Regions from separate parts of the Triticum aestivum genome. Here region 2 is linked to region 1. A link is a contact called in public Hi-C data. All regions are on one chromosome and are shown on one strand. The core of a region is the stretch at or near the end of the contact, and the rest is flanking DNA. Distances in the headings are between cores, read along the strand shown. Region 1 holds the start of LOC123079982 (vacuolar protein sorting-associated protein 53 A). Region 2 holds the start of LOC123079983.

Region 1 (3,395 bases), core at 142-2,641:
TACTGAACATTTATTTTTAAGCACAATAGCACAAACCCCAAATAAAGTGAAGTAAAGAAACTAACCAAGCATAGTAAGGCGGTGAAGAGCCGTTATTGTAGTTGTTATATGCCTCTTGGCGCAATCCAACTTTTTAATGTCTCGGCAGATTTCTTGAACCATTGTTTCACTTTGCTCAGCCTTTGTTTTTATTTCACGTATCTTATACATTAGTTCCTGTTAGTACACAGCAAAGTTAAACTCCAATCATTTCATTAAGTGTGCACTCCAGTACCTGATTAACATCCTACCCTTTTCCCCCCAAATAAACATCCTACCGTTTCCAGAGCTAATCTAACTATAGCTTAGTAAGGCTTGCCGCTCAATCAATTATGCAGTAAGTTCATTGTGATTAATATGCAAATCACAAGGAAAAGGGAAAATATGACCTGAACAGCATTTGTGGCAGCAGCAAGTTCTTCCTTGGCCTTGGTTCCCGAGTTACTCTGCAGAGTAGCAATATCTTCCCGTTGTCAGATATAGTATAGCAATAAGCAATAATAAGCACATACCAAGCAATTCTGGGGCTTCCAGCCACACATTCTCATTGAGTGCATATTCAAAGTAAATTCACTGCAATTGCATCATCGCAATACCACACTACCTACTTGCACCAAAGTGCACAACCCATCAGTTTGGGCACATTAACCAGCTCTGATGCAAAGAGTGAAGGTAGTGCAAATCACACCACTGCGCAAATGGAGCACGGGATCACGAGTCCGAACCTGCTGCCGGACGGCGGCGAGGATGCTGGCGTCCACCCGGCGAATCTCGCTCTGAATCTTCTGCATCAGCGGCTCGACCCCCGACAGCGACGCCTCTGCCAAGCAGCAGAAAAACAAACGCAAGCTGTAAACCCTATAATCCTCTAGCAACCAATGCTAAATCCCGGGACAGCGAAGCTCGAAGCGAGCGCATTGCCGCCGCAGCAGCAGCATCGCGAGCGAGCAGCCTATAGCCGAGGAAACGGGAATCGAAATCGAGCGGCGCGCGTACCGGTGGGGAACATCTGGTTGATGTACTCGAGGGCGCTGGACTTGTCCATGCCGGGCAGAGATCTCGCCGCCCCGAGCGCCGGCTCCCCGGGGATCTGGAGGGTTCTAGAAGGATCTGGGAGCAGGGGAGCGCGACTAGAAGGGGGCCGATCCGACGGGACCCGGGCGGTTGGGGAGCCGGGCTCCCTCTCGCGTGCGCGGGAGAGGAAATGGAAGGCGGGGGCTCGTCGGCGGGGTCGTCCGCGTCGGCGTCGGCGTCGCCCGCTCGACCGATTTGTGCTCGGCGGCGGTGGGCGCCGAGTCGTGACGAGTCGGTTGCTGGCAGGTGGAACCCCGGTATACCCGCTTTCCTGCTCTGAACCTGAACTTCACTTGGTAGTTAGGCTATTTTAAAAAAAAAAACTTGTTGGTCGAGTAGAATGAAATGCACATAGTGACTTTCTTGCTAGTGAGGGGGTCATGCAGAATTAGTGAGCTAATAATAGTACGAATATTCAAATATACACAAGCTTCTAAAACCTACGCTTAAGGTTCAAATTTCAAGGTTGGCGAGTTCCAACGAGGTTAGGGTTTGGTGGACGAAGAGCCGAACACGTAGCTTCGGACGCACTGGCAAAGTAAGGGGGAAAGCCGATTACCACAACATCATCAAGCCCTCGCATGAATGCGTTGTTGATCAATGCTACCGCAACTAGGATCATATAGATGGTAACAAATCCGCCTGTTGCGCTCGTCGCTTCCCCACAATAGTGACTAGGCCCTAACAGTGACTTGGTCTAATTTTTTGAATTTTGCATGAACTGCAAAGCAGGTATTTGGTGGACTTGGCTTTGCTCATGTAATTGTTGTCTGGTCATCCAAATCTCAATGGTATAGTTGATACAAGTTTTTGTTGCTGCTGATTGTGTACTTCATTTGGTTATTGTTGATTGCTCTTGTTCACATAATTGCTTTCTTGTTGATGTGTGTAGTTGATGCAGAGGAGAAACTGTTTACTGTGTAGTTGACTATTTCACTTTTTACTGTTGTGTAGTTCATGCAAGTCTTTTTGTGCAATTTTGTTGTAGTTTCACAGGTGGATCGGATCTATGATATGCCGTGATTTTTGTGATATATGATGATCGCTGTGTATGCAGGCAAGTTGTAATGCCAGATTGGAACAAAGATTAACTAAAATAAAATCAGTGAAACATGGCTAAAATAGTGTGAAGTCAATATTATCAGTTAAACAACACACCATTTCAGTTCAGTATAAAACTCAGACGACAATAACCAAAAAGGACTGGGAACTGGACTTGGTGTCAAATTAAAAGAGCAACAAAGATGTTTTGGATATTTCAATAAGGACTACATACGGACTGAAATGAGTGAACACACACACCAAAACATGTCTATATACATCCTATTTAGAAAAAAGGTTAGAACATCTTATAATTGTGAACAAAGGAAATAGTGGGGAACCGGGAACTCATACAAACTCTCAAGTGATACTACTGAATACTGATACTGGTGTTAACACAACTTCAAACCGGAGATGGTGTCGCACAAAAAAAAATGGAGACGGCGTCGTGACAACTGATCTTACAGTGAAAGCGAGTTGTGTTTGTAGCTAAAACTTTGAGGTGTTATGTACAGGGTACAGGTACAGTCGTTCATGTTCATGTCACATGCCTGTTACAAACTTACAGTCAAATTCTACTCCAGAATTTCTTCGAACTCTGCCCTTTCCGAATGACCGGCCAGAGAAAACCTACCAGCACAGCAACTGCGGAGCCTGGGGGCTGATCCGCTGCACGGATGGCAGCAGCCTTAGAGTCACCAAGCATAGCTTCTGAGTTGGCCCCTTGAAAGTTGACATTCCAGATCCGAGGTTTGCATGGACAGGTCCTTCCTGTTCGAAGCTCCAGCGCAATGTCTGAAAGGTCATCACCGTTCATCATCTCTTGCTCTATTGTTTCTTAGCCAACGCAAGGGCTTTTGCCAAGTTCGATTTGGCAGCATCAAGCAAGTCGTCAGACTTGACAGCCTTCTCGAAACAGCTTACAGCATCCTCCCAACGGCCCTCCGCGACAAACACAAGCCCCAGGTTGTTGTTGGCTGGTGCATACCCAGGACAAATTTCCAAAGACCTGGATAACATCTTTCTTGCAAGTTCATACAACCTGTGCTGCCGATAAAGGATCCCAATGTTCGAGAGGATTGCGTACGACTGCTGGCTGGACGATAGCACTAATGCCCGTTTATACACAGTTTCAGAGGACGGATCATTCGATAACTGCAACGCAATACCTGTGTAAACAGCCATCAGTGCATACACATTAGTCATGTAGTTAATGCAGAAATAATGTATAGGGAAGTACA
Region 2 (3,450 bases), core at 169-2,668, 150 kb before region 1:
TTTTTATGGGTGTCAATAGCAAAATAATAATTAATACTATATGCATGAATGTGTATAAGGGTGTCAGTAGCAAAATAATTAATTGTACTATATAAACTATACTGCAGTCTGACTGTACCTGAGTTCTCCAATTTTGCAAATTGTGTTCCCCAAAGCCCTTCAAAGGCATGACTACAGAGACCATAGGCAATTTCTGCTGGACAGAGTGCTCAAGCTCATCTACGTCATCACAAAGAAATGCAAAACTATGTCCAGATGCCATTTTGCGCCGCATCTTGCGAATTTCCTTTTTTCTGGTAAGAAACCATCAATTGCATTTTGCAAAATAAAGTCAAGTTGCTGCTGGATTTGTGGCACTCAAAACATAGCCAAGATTTTTTTAATACAAAAGTGCTTTTCTGAAGGTCCACAATACCTGACCAGTGAAGCAACAGCCCAACCAAAAGCAAGTAGTAAGCAGATACAGCACCCCTACATAAATTGTGGGAAACTGCATTAGAAATCAGAAGCAAGCCACAGTGTAAACTGTGAAAGCAAATAAATTATGGTATAGATTAAGCTGCAAAGTATTCAGCATCAGACGAAATCTAAACTTTAACCAGTCATGTTCTCCTCTACACTCCAAACGGATAACAAGGCCACGCACACGAAACAAGTAAGAAAGATCGAGATCGACATTGCTTGTCCAAACGAAACCGACAAAGACGGTAAAGCTTATGCTACCACACGGATATACATTAAGTACGTGTAGATTTGCCGGCCTGAGACGTAGAAGATATATCACAATCTTCCAATTGCGTCGCTTCCAAAGCATGGAAGCAGAGATATTAACTTGCGGTTTACCGCCGTGAGAGCGAAACCTAGCAACTTCCCCACGGTAAGTTACAACCGGTGCCGAGCGGAAAATTCTCCGCCCAGAATTACCCCTCGAAAAGTACCAATAGTAAAAAATATTTGAAAAGAAAAATCCGCGCTTTACCCGGCCACGGAGCAATTCCGCGGCGCCGCCACGAATCGACCGAAACGAGGGGGGCAGGCGAGGGCTCGGGGGGGAGGCGGGCCTCACCTGGATCTGGAAGAAGACCGCGACGGAGCTGCAGAAGGCGCGGCTGGCGGCGGCGAGCATCGCGTCGGCGGCGGCCTCCATTGCCGCCATTGCCGCGGCGGCGTTCCCCTCCCCCTGGCGCTTCTGCCGCGGCGGGCGCGTGCCGGAGCTCCTGGGCGGGCCGCGGGGGGGTGAGGGGAGGGAGCGGAGAGGCCGCGTGGGGCGGAGCGGTCTCTCGCTGGATCTCTGGCCTGGAGAGCGGTAAGAAACCGAAGAAGAGAAGAGAAGAGAGCTAGGGTCCCCGGTCGCGTGCGAAATTTGTATGTGCTCCGCTGCGCTTGCGGCCAGCCAGCGCTGAATACTGCTGTGCGTGTGCTGTTTGACGTGGGGTTTTCTTCTCTTGCGGGTTAACCAATCTGGGCTCGGTGGTCTTTGGGATCAGGGCCGCGTCGCTTCTGCCCCCTGGGCCCCACCCTGTCCCTCCGTTTTGAACCGGGGCTGCGATGCTACGGGCACACCGCGTCCGTGTACACGGAAGTGGTGTGACGCGATGGAAGAGAGGGGAGGAGATGAAATTGTCGCGCCACGAGGTTTGATCCGACGACTGAGAATTATGCTGTGGCTTACTGACAGTTGCGCGCGCGTGTGTAATACATGGCTTGCACGCTATATATCGCATCGAATATGTATCACCAAAATGTAACCGGTAGGTGGGAGGATGGGTGGATGTCGCGGGGTTGCAAGCCGATGGAAGGTGCCAAAGGGAGCACCGTGGGCGACAGCGCATACTACAAATGTGACAGTGCGGTATACGATGGATTTCGAAACATCAATGAGTTGTAAACGACAGATCTTCATTAATAATTAAGAGAGTATTTATGTATTACGATGGGGTAATAAATGCGGTAGAAAACCGTGTGTTGTGCACACGGAAGTGGTGTGACGCTAATTATTAATGGAAGGTGAAATCGGCGCGCCACGAGGTTCGATCCAATGGCTGAGAATTATGTTATGGCTTGCTGGCAATTTGTGTGCCTGTGTGTAATACATGGCTTACACGATAGAGCTTCCGTACACAGTATATGTCGCATCGAATACGTATCACCAAGATGTTGCCGGTAGGTGGGAGGATGGGTAGATATTGCGCGGATGCAAACATATGGAAGGTGCCAAAGGGAGCACCGTGGGCGACAGCGCATACTACAAATGTGACAGTGCGGTATATGATGGATTTCGAAACATCAATGAGCGGTAAATGGAAAATCTTTACTAATATTTGCGAGAGTATTTATGCACTACGAGAGGGTAATAAATGCGAAATCATGTGTCACGAGATTGAAAACTTAATTTTCTCTACTTATTTGACCATGGTCTTTTGCTGGTCTACATTTTTTTTGATCAATTATGAGATTTCTTCTATATTCGTATACATAAGCAAGAACCATGTTGAATATATAGCATTAAGGCCACAAAAATTTGTACTCCCTTCTTCCTAAAATCTTAGCGTTTAAGTTTTCTCAAAAATTCCCAAAATTTAAGGCATGTTAGCACTTAACTCATGATATTCTTCCTTGTACGGTCAGCGTAAGCTAACCCTTGCTAATCGTGGATTATCCAACCACATTTGTTAAAGGATATCGTGAAGGAAACTTTCTGTAACCATGGTTCAGTAATTTGCGTTTAGCCTTGCACTAATTTCCATGCCAGAAGCTTACACACCATACATAATGGGAAGGAGGGAGTATCTATATACCGATGCATTTTTCAATAAAGGTCGGTTCTATTAAATCAAAAAGAACGGCCAAACACATGAACGATATGATAAAAAAAATAACTCGACACATTGGCGACAGTAAAGTCCTAAGTGACTGACACTATGCCTATGTCAAGGGAGGTTGTCGTCCGATCCGAGATTATGCTGCCACCCATGTTGGGTAAATACCTCTTTGACCACCCTCTCCAACCACATACGAAGCAAGTGCGTACAACAGAAAATAATATGCAAAGCAGAAGAACTTTTGTCCAGAAAACAAAATCATTTCTACACGGCCATAACCACTATAATAAGGCAAACACTCCCACCCTTATTAGCGCATGAACCCTACTTGGAATTCCATCCATCCAGTGACCATAAGTATTGGCAAAACTTTTGGGTGGATACAAATTGGACGTTATTTAGATGACCTGCCATGTAGAGCGTGCAAACTTGCACTAGAAAAAGAGGTGTTTGATTGTCTTCATCATGAGTACATAAACTACACCTTTTGCTTTCTTACCAGTTGGGACAGGCGAGGTTGTCTTTGGTTAGCACAACTCCCTTTTAAAGATATCCCATAAAAATCTTGACTTATAGTGGGATCTTGGACTTCCAAATTTAGCATGGTTGCCCACTGGGATCTCCGGGT

Evidence for each region. A called contact is a pair of places that touch in the nucleus more often than the background predicts.
Region 2: a contact with region 1 is called in a Hi-C map of an unstated tissue, with 5 times the contacts expected there. The contact joins the promoter of LOC123079983 here to the promoter of LOC123079982 in region 1. A contact is called at or near these places in 5 of 5 Hi-C or Micro-C datasets (leaf, root and an unstated tissue) and 1 of 1 datasets of contacts at active chromatin or transcription factors (leaf).

What each region holds. Positions count from the first base shown.
Region 1 is chr3D:499,544,607-499,548,001 of IWGSC CS RefSeq v2.1, reverse strand. LOC123079982 (vacuolar protein sorting-associated protein 53 A) reads right to left here and starts at 1,391. Exons shown (of 24, transcript XM_044502826.1): 1 at 1,036-1,391; 2 at 765-859; 3 at 429-485; 4 at 66-216. The coding sequence starts at 1,084. LOC123079980 (UDP-N-acetylglucosamine--peptide N-acetylglucosaminyltransferase 110 kDa subunit) reads right to left here. Exons shown (of 12, transcript XM_044502824.1): 12 at 2,520-3,323. The coding sequence ends at 2,983.
Region 2 is chr3D:499,696,958-499,700,407 of IWGSC CS RefSeq v2.1, reverse strand. It overlaps LOC123079983, which reads right to left and starts at 1,418. Exons shown (of 14, transcript XM_044502827.1): 1 at 1,067-1,418; 2 at 416-471; 3 at 119-293. The coding sequence starts at 1,156.